Regions from separate parts of the Rattus norvegicus genome. Here region 1 is linked to region 2. Evidence: chromatin contacts called from public Hi-C data. All regions are on one chromosome and are shown on one strand. The core of a region is the stretch at or near the end of the contact, and the rest is flanking DNA. Distances in the headings are between cores, read along the strand shown. Region 1 has its middle 18 kb from the start of Tspan17. Region 2 holds the start of Unc5a (unc-5 netrin receptor A).

Region 1 (7,884 bases), core at 4,504-7,003, 140 kb before region 2:
CTGAGGGAAATGCACTGGAATCACGATGGACCCGGAACTCAGGGGTGGTTGTCCCCCTGTCCTCGGGGGACCTATTCAAATGGGGCATAGACTTGTCACTGGTCCTTAGGAGTGATTTATGATTGACGTGTCCAAATAAGTGGTGGTCAGGTGGCCCAAACCCGAAAGCTGCACGTAAAGCACGACCTCTGCCGGCTGTCCTCTAGTCTTCCTGTGGGCGGGGCTACCGTCACCGGCTGGGCGTGGCTCCCCACGCGCCCTGGGTGGGCGTATTTACTAGAAAGGAAATCTTAAGAAAGGAATCGAGCCAGACTGAAACTGGGCCTGCTGATTTTGCACTGCCCAGCAGCCCTGGGAAATGAATGGCCATCAGAACGTGGGAAAGCCCAATAAGGCGGTGGTGCTTCTGTCTGGCAGAGGGTTTAGGAGTTTCCTTGTATCTGTGAATAGATGCAGGGGACTACTGCAGGCAGAGGGGGAGCCTGAACAAAGGCGCACAGTGACGGAAGGTGGGGATGCCTGGATGTCCTCTTTCCAGTGTTTGTTTGAGTCCCTGCCATCCGTCCCCAGCCAGGCTGTTTCCTCTCTGCTTCCTCACAGCTGAAGTTACAACACAATGCCAGGCAGAAAAGGCATTCTCCACACCCCAAAGAAGGCATCTTGTAGAGGGATCCTACCCCAAAGCCTCCAGTGAGGAAGCCTGGGGCTCCTCTCTGCCTCCCCGTGACCTTCCTCGCTCCTCCCACCTTCTCCACCAGCCAGGAGCGTACATCCTCATTAACTCGGTTCAGTGGCCAGCTTGGTAATTGATCTCCCTCTGGCCCAGTGTGGACATCGGCTAATGGGGATGAATGGTGCGGGAGGCGCCGTGAGGGATGTTCACTTGGAGGCCCACACAGGGTGGGGAGGCAGGCAGGAGGTGGAGATGCTGAGCTGGTTTGAAAGTGCCCAGGGCTGGCTCTGCCCACTCTGCCATCACCCTGGCCCTGCAGCAGGACAACCTACAGGTGGTCAGGGTGATTGTGGAACTCAGCTGCCGCTAGCCCCAGAGACAGAAGCCAGTGTGGAAGTTAGACTCCAGTTCAGGAAAAGCAGTGAGCGTGGAGCCTCAAGGTTAGACAGGCCGTGTCTTAGTCAGGGTTTGATTTCCTGCACAAAACATCATGACCAAGAAGCAAGTTGGGGAGGAAAGGGTTTATTCAGCATACACTTCCACATTGCTGTTCATCACCAAAGGAAGTCAGGACTGGAACTCAAGCAGGTCAGGAAGCAGGAGCTGAGGCAGAGGCCATGGAGGGATGTTTCTTACTGGCTTGCTTCCCCTGGCTTGCTCAGCTTGCTTTCTTATAGAACCCAGGACCACCAGCCCAGGGATGGCACCTCCCACAATGGGCTGGGTCCTCCCCCCTTGATCACTAATTGAGAAAATGCCTTACAGCTGGAGCTCATGGAGGCATTTCCTCAAGAGAGGCTCCTTTCTCTGTGATAACTCCAACTTGTGTCAAGTTGACACACAAAACCAGCGTGTACAGGCAGTGTCTCCAGTTACTCCCAGTGGGGATCCCCCAGAATAGGACAGCTATGGGCAGACCTGAAACAAGGATTCACTGTAAGATTCTTTTGTTTAGTCATTCAACAAGCACATGTTTGTTTGTCTATTTAGATTTCTCAAGACAGGGTTTCTCTGTGTAACAGCCCTGGCTGCCCTGCGTCATTCTTTGTAGACCAGGCTGGTCTCAAACTCACAGAGAACTGTCTGCCTCTGCCTCCTGAGTGCTGGGATTAAAGGCGTGCGCCATCACTCCCAGGTCTCAACAAGCTATGTATTCGGTGCTTACAGTGAGCCAGGCGCTGGTAGACATGAGGTGGCCAAGATCATTCCCTGTGGGAGAGGAGAAATATAGGACTGAATACTCAGAAGAACTTTTGGGTTGATGACAGACACTACGACACTACTGAAAAAGGAACTTGGGAGGTGTATGCGTGCTGAGACCTGAATAATGACCAAGAGAACATTTCAAAGAAGACAGACAGGAGGTAGCGATGGGCTGGGTTCATTCGAGAGAACAGAAAGTGTGTGTGTGTGTGTGTGTGTGTCTCTGTGTGTGTGTGTGTGTCTGTGTGTGTGTGTCTGTACATGCCCATGCAGGCTACAACTGCACAATGATCAATAAGGAAGAGATAAGACCAGAAATTGGTTGAAATAAAGCAAGGACATTCATAGTGAAGGTCAAAAGCCCTGTTGACAGGCCTAAGGGGTCACATCCTTCTCCTGATGTGATGCTGGCCAATCACAAAGGCAGAAAACGTCATCAGGCTCAGCTGGGCCTGAAAAACCCCAGGGAAGTCAGGCTCAGGAGAATGAGTGCCCTCCCCAGCATCTATTCTCCCCTACAACAAGGATCTCAGCACCCCTAAACTGTCAGTGTCTTTAGTGGTTAGAGAAAGACATGCGGGGACATTTGGGCTAGCCTTAGCCAAATTTAGAGGGCTAGCCTCAGCCAGCTTTAGAGGTCAAAAGGAGTCCTTTCTGACGCCTCACAGAAGAAGTCAGCTTGCAGGCATGCACACACAGCACAGAATCTCTTCCTTGTCCAGCCCCTCGCTGACTTGTGAGCCCAACTCAGGCAACACTCCTGACAGCCAGAATGCCTATAACGTGTGTTAAAGAGGCGTGATAAAGCCTCGCATTGGAGCCGGCTGCAGTCAGCCTGGCAGACAAGCAGGAGCATTCTAGAACTCTTTCAGGATCTCAGACATAAAACCCACGTATGTTTTTTATGGGCAATTTAAGTGATTTTAAGGGTAATGTTGACTGTTCTCTTGATTTCTGCCATATGCACTGATTTGGCTGTTGAATACCCAAGCTGAGTGCTGTTCTTTGTGGGGCTAAGGATGCCTCAGACCCATTGTGAGCTAGTGTGGGAAACCCAGGGAGAAGCCCTCACGTGGAGGGATCGAAGCAACTCATCCTCCGCTGCTCTCACAGAATGCTGACACGCCAGGGTCTGGCCCAGTGTGCCCTCGGTGCTACACCCCCACTGATGCTGGTCTGCTCCTCCTTTTCTTCCTTCCCCCCCTCTTCCTCTCTTCCTCCCTGCCCCCCGTTCTTCCCTCTCTGTCTCCCTTTCCCTCCCCCATCTCTCTCTCTGTCCCTCCCTTCCCTCACCCAGACAGTCTTACTATATAGCCCAGGCTGGCCCGAAGCTTTCGATCCACTTGCTACAATCACAGGTGTGTGCTGCCATGCCCAGCTTCCTCTGGAAGGTTCTGCTTTTTTGATTTTTTTTGTTGTTGTTTTTGTTTTGTTTTGTTTTGTTTTTGCAGGGCTCTGGACTACCAGGGAATCCACCTAAAGCTTGTTTGGCTCATGGTTTCAGAGATTTTCCGCTACAGTCTCCTGGTTCTGGTGTTGCCGGCCTGAGATGGGGTGGCCAGTGGGGACAAGTAATGAAGGCAGCTGCTCACTTTATGACACCCAAGGAGTAGAGAGAGAGGAGGGGTCCAGAGACAAGACAGACACTTCAAAGGCACAGCCCAGTGACCTGCTTCCCCCAGCGGATTAACCCACGGACCAGCCACCACCCTCCTGGTCCTAAGTCATGCCACCAGCTGGTGTCACCTGTGGGGGACATTGTACAACTACGTTGTAACCATCCTACTCAACTATTCCTTCCTGTCCCCCACTGCGTCCGACCCCCCTTTAGACTTCTCCCCAGCCTCGTCTAGAGAAAACTGCAGCCCAGCTCGCCCTCTGTATCACTGGGCTCTGCATCTGTTAACTCGATCAGCCATGGCTCAAAACATTTTGAAAATTATACCTGCACCGAGCATGGTCTGTCATTATTCTCCAAACAATATGTTGTAATAACTACCTACACGGCGTTTGTTAAGTATAATAGCTAATCTGGAGATGATTTAATATGTCTATGGGTGTTACGGTTTGGATGCGAAATGCGTGCCCCAGGCTCGTGTGTGGGAACACTTGGCCCCCAGCTGACGGGGCTGAATTGAATGTTGAGCGCCTACCTGACCGACGGCTGCTGGGGTGGCCTTGAAAGTGACACTGACTTCTGGTCCCTCCTGACCTGTGAGTTGTACCCAGTCTCTGCCCCGTCACCCGCCCCTGCAGCCACGCCTCTCACGTCCTTGTAGACGGATGGTTGCTGAAATGATGAGCCAGAGTCCATCGCTGTCAATGCAGGGCACAGAGACAGAGCTCTACCCGTCAGTCTGAGCACTCGGGGAGCAGAGCAGCAGGGTCAGAGGTGCAGGCCAGAAATGGCTACATAGGGAATGCAAGGCCAGCCTGAGCCACACGAAACCCCGTTTCAAAGAACAAAAACAGCGACAGCAAAAACTCTTCTTCAGATGCTTTTTGTCACAGTGATGAGAAAAGCCATAGAACGGACCAACTCCCAAAAGACGCTCAGGGATAACCCTGTTACTTTTGGATTACAGATCTTAGTGGATTTTGATCTAGAGAAAGCATTCATTAAAGTTTGAGTTATGGGGGGTTGGGGATTTAGCTCAGTGGTAGAGCGCTTGCCTAGGAAGCGCAAGGCCCTGGGTTCGGTCCCCAGCTCAAAAAAAAAAAAAAAAAAGAACCAAAAAAAAAAGTTTGAGTTATGGTTTTTTTCTTTTTTTTCTTTTTTTAAGATTATTTATTATGTACACAGCGTTCTTCTTGCATGTGCACCTGCAGGCCAGAAGAGGGCGCCAGATCCCATTACAGAGGGTTGTGAGCCACCATGTGGTTGCTGGGACTTGACCTTAGGACCTCTGGAAGAGCAGCCAGTGCTCTGAACCGCTGAGCTCTCCCTCCAACCTCCGAGTTACTATTTTTAGAGATAATCCTTTCTTATCATCCAAAAATAAAAAAGAATACCTTTAACCTGATAAAAACCATCTAAAAGACACGTCGTGGAAGACAAACCTGGTAAAAGGCCACTGAAAGACGTCTAGAACAAAACTTTGTTGTTGTTCTCACTGTGTAGCTCTGGCTGTCCCGAAACTCACTCTGTAGACCAGGCTAGTTGCAAACTCACAGAGATCCACCTGCCTCCGCCTCTCAAATGTTAGGATTAAAGGTGTGCACCACTAGGTCTGTCTAACCTTTATTCTCAACACTGGGACGTTAGGATGCGGTGCGGTGCGGTGCGGTGCGGCGCGGTGCGGTTGCGGTTGCGGTGCGGATGTGGGTGTGGTGCGGATGTGGGCGTGGTGTGGTGCGGTTGTGGGCGTGGTGCGGGTGCGGTGCGGATGTGGGTGTGGTGAGGTACGGAGCTGTGAGGTGAGGTGCGGTGCGGTGAGGTGCGGATGCTCACTCTCAGTGCTTCATTGCCAACACAATAACGCAAGAAAATAGATAAGGAGTACGGAGGTTGGAAGGGACAAGGTGAGGGCAGGAGCTATCTTTCCTCTCCTTTCCAACTGAGCCGATACTGAATGCTTATTAAACTGAGTGAAAATTCAGAGGGTCCATAAAGAATGTTCCAAACAGCTTAAGGAGAACCTTTAGGACCAAGAGCCTGAGAAAGTTCACGTATTTGGCAAGTTCAAATGGCTTTGCCAGAATGGTGGGTGACCAGAAGAGAATGGGATGTCAGGAAAGACTTAGGTAGGTTTCAAAGGAATTGGTGTTGGTCTAGAAGGCAGACGAGATGTTCGGGTCGGTGTAATCTCTGTGCTGAGGGGAAGGAGACAGCTGGCTTCCAGATGGAGAACATGGGGCTGGGGCAGAGCCTGTTCTAGCCAGGAGAAGCTGCAGTAATTAGAATTCCGGAGACTTTCCACTCTTTTGCCTGAGTCATATGGACTCAGAGCATCCTACTGTTTTCTACGGGGCTCAAAAATAGAGTCAATTTCCTGTCTCATCCACTTCCTGCCAAGTTTGGATTCGTGGGGTATCTGTGATGTGTTCAGGAAAGTACCAGTGGCTCGTGGGTCGCTGAGTGTCAGGCATCTGCTGCTTCTGCCTGGTCCTAGTGGGTCGCTGAGTGTCAGGCATCTGCTGCTTCTGCCTGGTCTTATCTTTCTCACTGTCTGACTATTCCTTTGTGGATCCCACCCATGTTCTATCACGGCAGGTGCACAGAGCCCACGCTTGCAACAGCATGCTTCAGCTTCCTGGCTGTGGAGAGTGTACGCATGGCCCTTGCTCCACAGTCTTTGCTCAGAAAGACATGCTCCTCCTTGAAGCTCCAGATCTGCCCACAACTGCTTTCCTGCCCATGGTCCTCTGCAAGAATGACATACAGAAAACACAAGATCAGTAAATCATGGCTCAGTGACCACACGTGAGCCTGTAGATCTAACCATATCTGATGGCAGAGCTGTCCCCTCCACACCCCATTTTGTGTTTTGGTTTCTGTCACCTTCAATCAAGAGTCTTGACGAGGGGCCAGAGAGATGGCTCAGCTGTGAGGAGCACTGACTGCTCTTCCAGCACTGACTGGGTTCGATTCCCACCACCTACATGGCAGCTCACAACTGTCCAGAACTTCAGTTACAGGAGATCTGACACCCTCACACCAGTACATATAAAATAAATAATAAAAAAAAAAAGTTTTGACTAAGGTCCGAGAAGATGACTCAAAGCCTGAAGACCTGAGTTTGACTCCCAGAACCCACATGATGGAAGGAGATAGATAACCAACTCTTTTCTTTTCTTTTTTCTTTTCTTTTCTCTTCTTTTCTTTTCTTTGGAGCTGGGGATCGAACCCAGGGACTTGCGCTTGCTAGGCAAGCGCTCTACCACTGAGCTAAATCCCCAACCCCAATAACCAACTATTGAAAGTTGTCCTCTGACCTCTACACACGCTGTAGCACACCCTCCCCTACCCAATAAATACATGCATAAATGTAAAAAACAACAATTAAAAGAGAGTCGGGGCTGGAGAGATGGCTTAGTGGTTAAGAGCACCGACTGCTCTTCCAGAGGTCCTGAGTTCAATTCCCAGCAACCACATGGTGGCTCACAACCATCTGTAATGGGATCTGATGCCCTCTTCTGGTGTGTCTGAAAACAGCTACAGTGTACTCATATATAATAAATAAATAAAATATTTTTTTTAAAAAAGAGAGTCTTGACTGGCGAAATGGGAAAGTGGGAGACCTTGAGGGCTAGGCTGGACGCGCCCTCTCATAAGAAGACGGGTGCGAGCAGAGCTTCCGAGTGGAATTCTCTGTACCTGAGGAGCGAAGGCAGGCCTAAGGTGTGGACTAGGTGCTAGCTTTTGTAAAGTCAAAATTTTGAGGAAGAGTAAAATGCACCCACGTTAAGTACATACTCCAATGCGTTTTATAAATGCTTCCCTCCCCCCCCCCTGACTCCCACCACAATCAGGATGGAGAATATGCGGTCACCCTAAGGTGCCCTGAGGCTCCTCAGCAGAACCTCTGCTCTCCCTCACTTGCCATGTATCACCAGGCTGCTTTCTGCCACCGTGGGTTGACTCTGTTTTCTTTAGAATTAAACATCCAATGGAATCTCTATCTGCCAGTCTCTGGAGCTCAGATTCTGCTAGGCTGTCATCAAAGGCGTTTTAAAAGTTGCACTACTCTTAAGGAGTACATATTTTTTCTCCTGGCCACTATTGTCTAAAAGATCCAACGACTTACATAACATGTACATGAACTATTTACATAATGTATACATTGTATCAGGAATTATGAGTCATCCAGAGGTGACTGGAGCACAGGGGGAGGATGTGAGTCAGCTCTGTGCAAATTCAGACCACTGTCTGCTGGAGCATCCTCCACCTTTTGTGTCTGTTGGGCGGCAGAGACAGTACCCAACCTGCCCTTGTCCGGGGTTAACTTCACAGTTAATCTTCAGAATTTGGATTCCATGTTTTTAAATTTGCCCACCAGCAACAACGT
Region 2 (7,586 bases), core at 4,317-6,816:
TGTGTATGTGTGCATGTGTGTGTATGTGTGTTGTGTGCATGCGTGTGTGCGTGCATGTGTGTTGTGGGCATGCGTGTGTGTGCATATGTGTGCATGTGTGTACGTGTGTTGTGTGCATGCGTGTGTGCATGCGTGTGTACATGCGTGTGTGTGCATGCATGTGTGCACATGTGTACGTGTGTGTGCATGCATGAGTGTCTGTATGTGTGTGTTTTGTGTGTATGCATGTGTGTGCATACATGAGTGTGATGTGTGTGTGTACATGCATGAGTGTGATGTGTATGTTTGTGTGCATGTGTGTACATGCACGAGTGTGATGTGAGTTTGTGTGCATGAATGTATGTACATGCATGAGTGTGATGTGTGTTTGTGTGCATGCATGAGTGTGATGTGAGTTTGTGTGCATGAATGTATGTACATGCATGAGTGTGATGTGTGTTTGTGTGCATGCATGAGTGTGATGTGTATGTTTGTTTGTATATGCATGAGTGTGATGTGAGTTTGTGTGCATGCATGTATGTACATACATGTGTGTGATGTGTGTTTGTGTGCATGCATGAGTGTGATGTGTATGTTTGTTTGTATATGCATGAGTGTGATGTGAGTTTGTGTGCATGCATGTATGTACATACATGTGTGTGTATGCATGAGTGTGTGTGTGTGTGTTTACACACATGAGTGATAGTTCATGCATCTTTGGACCATGTGTCTCTAATAAAACCATTTGTTAGACTCAGCAAACGTTTCTAGTTTGAGTTTTCTACAGCTAAGGGGCGTCAGGCAAGCCGTGCCCTCTCTGAGGCTCAATTTTTATATCCACACAACTTGGATCTACTTAGCCTGGATTGTGAAAATTCAAAGAAACCAGACAAGGGACAGATTCCTGCCCCGGAGCATGCTGGGTGCTGTCCTTGGTCCTGGAACCTCTAGTGCAGGAGCATCCACAGTCGGCTAAGGTACTGCCTGTTAATTGCTTTCGATTGTGATGGTGTGAACCACCATGTCCAGCTTAAAGCAGACTTTTTTTTTTTAAATAAAGGATAATTTTTTTTTGGAGACAGGGTCTCATGCATCCCAGGGTAACCTCGAACTCACTATATCGCTGGGAAGACCTTCCATGGATCCTTCTGCCTCCATCTCCTTGGTGCTGGGATGCCAGGTCCCATACCTGCCTCGTTGTGCAGTGTTGGGGCTTGGAGCATGCTCAGCATGCAACTTACTGACTGAGCTGCATACCCAGCCCTTACAAAAGGATAATTACGTATCATTCTTTCTAAAGCAAATGACAGAAACCCAAATGGATTTACAATCAACACAGGGACCTGCTGGCTGAGGGAACAGAAGGATCTGGGGTGCTCCTAGTAGCTCCGGAAACACTTTGGATGACACAGCACAGTTCTGCAGCTCTCTTTACACTTGGCTTCTCGTCCATGCCTCTGCCCATTCAACCTGAGCTTCCTGTCCAGACCATGTTCATGAAGAAACGAGCCTCGGTGAATGGGCTCAGATCACTGCCCACTCCACGCCTGTCTCCGTAGTTCGTGGGATCTCGGAGATAAGAAGTTTGCTCTGTGTTTTGGAACAGGGGTGGGTAGAGCACACGAATGCTGCGTGCTGAGGGTAGAAGGGGTGGCTCTTCAAATGAAGCATAGATGGAAGCTGGCTTCTAAGCAGTGGGCAAATGCGAAATGTAATCGACAGGCGAGCGCAGTCAGGAGCTGAACTAAGTGGAGTGTTCTCCTAAAGGGCAGCCTACAAGGCAGTCTTGAGTGGAGACTTCTGAGCAAGGACGTAGCCGGAAATCTATGATTTCCCATAGTAAAGAATGTAGTTATGAAGGACTGAGCCAAGGGGAGATGAGAAGGCTCTGGTGGTTGGCAGTGCCTATGGCAAAGGCCAGGGCAGCATCCCTTGATACTGTATTGTGGGGACAATTGGCAGAAGGTAGGGGGTTCAGATACCGAGACACCCCTGAACACCCTGGATCAGAATCACAGTACAGAAGGTCCTAGGTATCTGCACTTTGCCCAGCATCATGGCCACTTCGGCACATGTCCATGTGAAAGATGACCTTACCACAGGCTCTGAGCTCCCCTCCCGCAGTCATTAGGGGTGCGATGTCCATGGCCATGGGCTGATTAGAACACCTCTACATATCTGTGAGACCAGGAGCCGTGCTGTCAGTCTGCAGATGCCTTGAGAGCACCTGCAGTATGGGGCGAGGGGAGAATGGTCCAAGTGACCAAGCCAGGGCCTTAAACCCTACTGTCACACCGGCAGCTGAGGTGGAAACATTTGGCCTGGTGGAGAAAGATTCAGGCTTTGTCTTTCGAAATAACGGACCTGTGGGGAGGAGGGATGGTTTGTCCCAGATGGGGAAGCCAATGAGGGCGAAGATTCTTGCTCCCTACAGAAGAGGCATTTCTGGCCCTTAGAGTGGTTCTGGTAAAGTCTCTGTCCTGACCCTAGACTATCAAAAGGGGAGTCTGCATCCCCGAGAGCAGAGGTCCAAGCTCACACAGCTTGGGCCTTAGTCTTAGCAAAATGGGGGGGGGGAGGGAAGGGGTGTCAGGAGCCTTCCTCCCACCAGACCACCCCACCTGAGCTGATTCAGAAACGAAAGGCAGGTGTGACATTGGCAAAGCCATCTCTCCTCTTTCTCCTGGCTTGCCTCTCCTGAGTGCCGCTTAGAAGGGGACAGCTGAGGTGGGGGTCTCAGGGACTTAAAGGGGCTTTCCACAGTAACCAGTAGAGGATAAAGTGCTGGAGGGAGAAAGGCAAATAGAAAAGCCTGGAATGAAGGAACAGCTTGGCTTCTGGGGAAACGGGCCTGGGCACAGCTGCAGCTGTGGGCTGCAGTAAGATCCCACCCCACCGGCAGGCTGTGCTGTGGTAAGACTCCCCCCACCACACGTGCACACACACACACACACACACACACGCACACGCACACGCACACGCACACGCACACACACGGGCAGGCTGTGCACATTACTGAGTGCTGTTCACTAGCTTCAGCTCTGCCCTCCGTGCTCTCTCAGGTAGGGTCCTGGCTGAGGGTAAGAGTAGCAGGTCCTCTTTCACCGAGCCACTGATTGCTGTCAGGTATTTCTCTAGAGTCACCATTTCTCTGTCTCCTTGGTAGCCTGGGCCCTTGAGTGAATATGACCAGGAACAGAAGAGCCACGATGGACAAATGAGAAATAAATCTTTGTTGATTAAAGCCACTGATACTTTGGGGACCATTTGTTACCATGACAAAACTATTCTGACTGCTACACAGGCCTCTCTCTGCTCTAGATGGAAAGAGATGGGGCGGAGAACTGAGGAGAGGAGAATTTCCCAATTCTAATCCCAAAGCAGAGGCTATAGGGGGAAGAAATGTATGGACCATGGGCCCAGAGATTAAACCTCCTGGGCCCCCTCTCAGCCAGCTTAGCAGTTCTAGGATAGGGTTGGTCCTTGCCCAACTCTCTATATAAAGTGGAAATATTGATTTAATGGGGTTCCGTGTACTGCTTACAGCAAATAAACACATTATAGTTCCCTCATATGCATCACGCCCTAATACCCAACCACCTCCCTTCAGTGTCCAAACCCTAAACCCTCCACATTTCTTCCACACTGTGGAAACGGGGTACTAGTAGGATACATGAGAATAGCCTAGACACACAACAAACTGCTTACACACACACACACACACACGCACGCACGCGCGTGCACACACATACACACACACACACACACACACACACACACCAGAGCAGGCAGTAGACAGCTCCACTCTCTAATGTGTACGTATAAAAAGCTGAAGTTGGGGGGTATGGTCATCTGAGTAAACGAGGTTATAAATACACACATGTACTAAAAATCAATTTTGGGGCCACCAGGATGGCTCAGTGAATAATGGGGTTTGCTGCCAAGTCTTACAACCTGACTTTCATCCCCGAGTCTCACTTAAGAAGGAGAGGAATGACTCTCCCAAGCTGTTTTCTGACTTCCACACAGGCATCATGCAATGCACTCACGTCTGCACACACACACACACACACACGCGCGCGCGCGCACACACACACACACACACACACACACCTTTAAAAAAATAAAATAATTTCCCCTAGACAATGGCTTCTATTGAAAACTGGAAAATAAAGCCAATTGGGGTCCCAACTTCCCCCACCAGAGGCACCTGGAACAAGAGAGCCATTTAGATATGATCCTGTGTCCTGTCTCCCTGTCTGCCTGGCCCCGAGGCATATGATCGGTAGGTGCACATCTGGAGCTTTGACTGGGAATAGATATCCGCACACATATGTAAATATGCATATATACACATATATGAGAGCAGGAGAAAGCAAAACATTTTTCATAACCTTCTCTATAAAAAGTGGGAAACAAAAGACAGACCGAGAGAGGGCCTCGTGTCTCAAGAAATATACGAGAGCTCACATCTCTTTGTGGAAGCCAAGACCACTCCTGTGTCGTCTAGCCTGCAGCTCCAATTTATATTATCGATCAGCACTGTAGGCGTTTGAGTTTGTGACCATCTTCACCCTTCTCATTCTCCTCCTGACAGGGAGTGGGACCCTCTCTTTCAGATCCCTCGCCCTGTGCACACCGAAAGCGTTTATTTTCCTTCTTTAGGGCTGCCCTCTGTTTATTTTAGCCAGCTTAGGGAATGGGGGTGGGGAATAGGAGATTCTCCAGCGGTCATTGTGCTGGATCTAGAGACGCCCGTGACTTGCCCAAGGTCACAGAGCCAGAAGACTACGGCACTTCGATTCTACCCCAGGAGTTTGTAGCTCCCCAAACCCTTCTGGTTCCTGCATCACGCCCACGTCTCCAGCGCCGCGCGCGCTCGGGGCGCAAACAACACCACGCGCCTTTCAGACTGCGCTGCGCCCTAAGGTTGTTTCCTTTGGGCCAACGGCGTGGAGGGATTGGGAAAGCCTGAGGCCACGCTGCTGCGCGTGCCCCTGAAGCCCACCAGGTTGTCTTGGTGAGGGCGGATGGTGAGACAGTGGGGGCCTGGCGGCTCTTGCGCGCGGGCTGGGCCCCCGGACCTCTCCTGCAGTCCCCCATCCAAGACGCCCGCCGGCTGCAAACCGCGGCGTACTGACGACCTCGGAGCGCAGCCGGGAGGCAGGGGTGCAAACAGGGACTGCAGCGGAACCTGCCTGGGGCACTCCAGAGTCGAGCTGCTCTCCGCAGGCTGGCGCTGCGCCGGGGTCGCCGCAGCCCGGGGCCCCTCCCGGGCCACCTGTGCGCCGACTGGCGGACCAGGGTGATGCCGGATCCGGAAAAGCAATCCACTCCGGGTTCCAGAGTCTTGTCTCTGTCCCTGGAGACTGAGAGGGGTGGTGGGAGGCCTCCCCGCCCACTACCCCAGCTCCTCCCTGGGGGAGCCTCAGGCGTTGCCCGAAGGGATCCCCAGTGCTGGGGGTGGCCCGCGCTCGCAGCGCCGCCCGGCCCCTCCTCCGCTGCCCCGCCCCGCCTCCGTCCCGCTCCGTCGCTCCAGTCCGGATTTTGCGGCGCCCGCCGGCCCGCTCCCCGGCTGCGGGCTCCGCGCGGCGGCTGGCTCGGTGCGCGGCGCGGCTGGCGCTGCGCTCCGCCCCGGCTGCATTGCTGCGCTCCGGGTGCCCAGGGGAGCCACGCACCGCGTGCGCCCCGCAGCCGGCCGCCCGGAGGCAGCTCCGTCCTCTGGCATGGGCCCCGGGGGCGCCCCGAGGTGGGGCTCTCGGCTGAGGCGCTGACAGCCTCTCTCCCGCCCGCGGGGCCCCGAGTCCTGCCCGCTCGTCCGCCCGCGGCCATGGCCGTCCGGCCCGGCCTGTGGCCAGTGCTCCTGGGCATAGTCCTCGCCGCCTGGCTTCGTGGTTCGGGTGAGTCACGCCGCGCGCGCTCTGGGGAGGCTTGCGGGGGACCGTGCGCGCGAACGCTTAGTTCTGGGGAGGAGGTGGCCGTGACCCGCGCGGCCGACCCGTCTGGGAGCCCCCGGAGGCCAAACTTTGCCGGGCAGGACGCGGGGGCCGCCACTCGCTGCTGCGCAGCTTCCCGGTGCGCTCTCCCGGAAGCCTGGGTTCTGCCAAGTCCAGGAACAGCTGTCAGCGCACGGGGCTGGCGAGTGTAGACGCCCCACGCCTCCGGGTGGGGGAAGTTTACTGGTTTCAGGGCCCCGGAGAATGATCGGGGTGGGGGGGTTGGAATAATCCAGGAAAGACAAGACTTGAAGGACTCAAAGATAGCGGCTTCGGACCATATGCTAGTGCCCAGAAAATGGGGTGTGTGCGGGGCAAGGTTGGGGGTGGGGGTTAAGATAGCTCTTCCAGGTAGGACTGCCCCAAACAGCCACTCACAATTTCTAGGTTGGCACCTGGCCTCTGCCCATGTCTAGAACACAGTGTCCTCCTCTGTCCCCACCACACACGTTTGCACACGCACACACTCAAGCGTGGAGGCATCCAACAGCCCCCAGCTCTTGCAGCCGGCAGTCAATGTACTGGGGCCCCTGTGGTGGCCTGTGGCTCCTGGCCTCTCTGCTAGAGGCGGGAGGGGGGAAAGGAGGGAGAAGGGGAGTTGTTTGCTGTTGGCTGTTGGTTGGCGGGCTCTGAGAACCTCTCAAACTCCTCAGCCCTGCAGTCTCCCGGCTTGTCTTGTTGGCCACCCTAACCAGCCCCTTCATAACCCAGTCTTTTAGCCCACCTCCTTGCGTGAGGGGCCTCGGGGGAAGGCTTTGTCTTCTCTGAAGCCCGCACCTAGGCTGAGTTGTGGGGGGTCCCTAATCTCTGGCCCCTCAGGACTTGGCGCTGAGCTTCTGTGTATTGGGAAGGGTGCCTTAGCAATTCTCTATGCTTGATGCCCCCAGAACCTGCTTGCAAGGAGGTGATTCCCAGGCTGGCAAGGCCACAGTTTATCCTAAGGGTGTGGATTTCTGAACTGCCAATCCAGAAAGATGAGAGCTCCGTCAAGGACCAGATGATTAAGGTCGATGTCTGGTTCCTTGAAGAGTCTCTGCTCACCGCATCCTTCACCCACCACTGCCTCGACTGCCCTCCCCATCCTGCCCCCTAAGTCCTCTGCCTGGTCCCCCCTGCTCTACCTCTCTCCCCTGTCGATGCACACTAAATCTTCACTTTAACAAGCCCTTCTCCCCAGTAGCCTCCCCCTTCAATCCTGACGGACCCTCAGGTTGAGCCTTCTGCCATCGGATGTGTATTCATGTCGTATATACGTTCCTGTTAGAGATGTGAGTTGCAGGACTGGCCAGGGTCATGAGCTGGGGCTGTCAGGGGAGATGCTGCCAGACCCCATATGGGTGCCCAGGAAATGTTTACTGAGTTGGATATGAGTGAGAGGGCTGTGTGGTCAGAGCTGCATTTTGCCCACGTGAGCACGTGGGTGGGAAATGGCATGGACTGGCATGTGTCCCGGGTCATGGAGAGGGAGGACGCCACTGGGGTGGCATGGTGCTATCATGTGTGTGGTCAGATGAGTACTAATAGGCTGAATGCGTGTGGTAGTTGCGTGCTACTGCACCAGTCCAGTGAGCATTACAGATAGGGGTGACAGACACTTGTAGGTGAGGGCAC

Evidence for each region. A called contact is a pair of places that touch in the nucleus more often than the background predicts.
Region 1: a contact with region 2 is called in a Hi-C map of prefrontal cortex, with 3 times the contacts expected there. The contact joins the enhancer-like site here to the promoter of Unc5a in region 2. A contact is called at or near these places in 2 of 12 Hi-C or Micro-C datasets (frontal cortex and prefrontal cortex).

The regions. Positions count from the first base shown.
Region 1 is chr17:9,809,615-9,817,498 of GRCr8, reverse strand. No RefSeq gene overlaps it. Among named protein-coding and RNA genes, the nearest start is that of Tspan17, 18 kb to the left of the region's middle. Within about 2 kb of position 5,753, at least 11 of the 93 cell types and tissues checked have an H3K27ac peak or open chromatin away from gene starts, as enhancers often do. A contact at or near this core is called in prefrontal cortex, where this site is marked.
Region 2 is chr17:9,673,643-9,681,228 of GRCr8, reverse strand. Unc5a (unc-5 netrin receptor A) reads left to right here and starts at 5,566. Exons shown (of 16, transcript NM_022206.2): 1 at 5,566-5,879. The coding sequence starts at 5,810.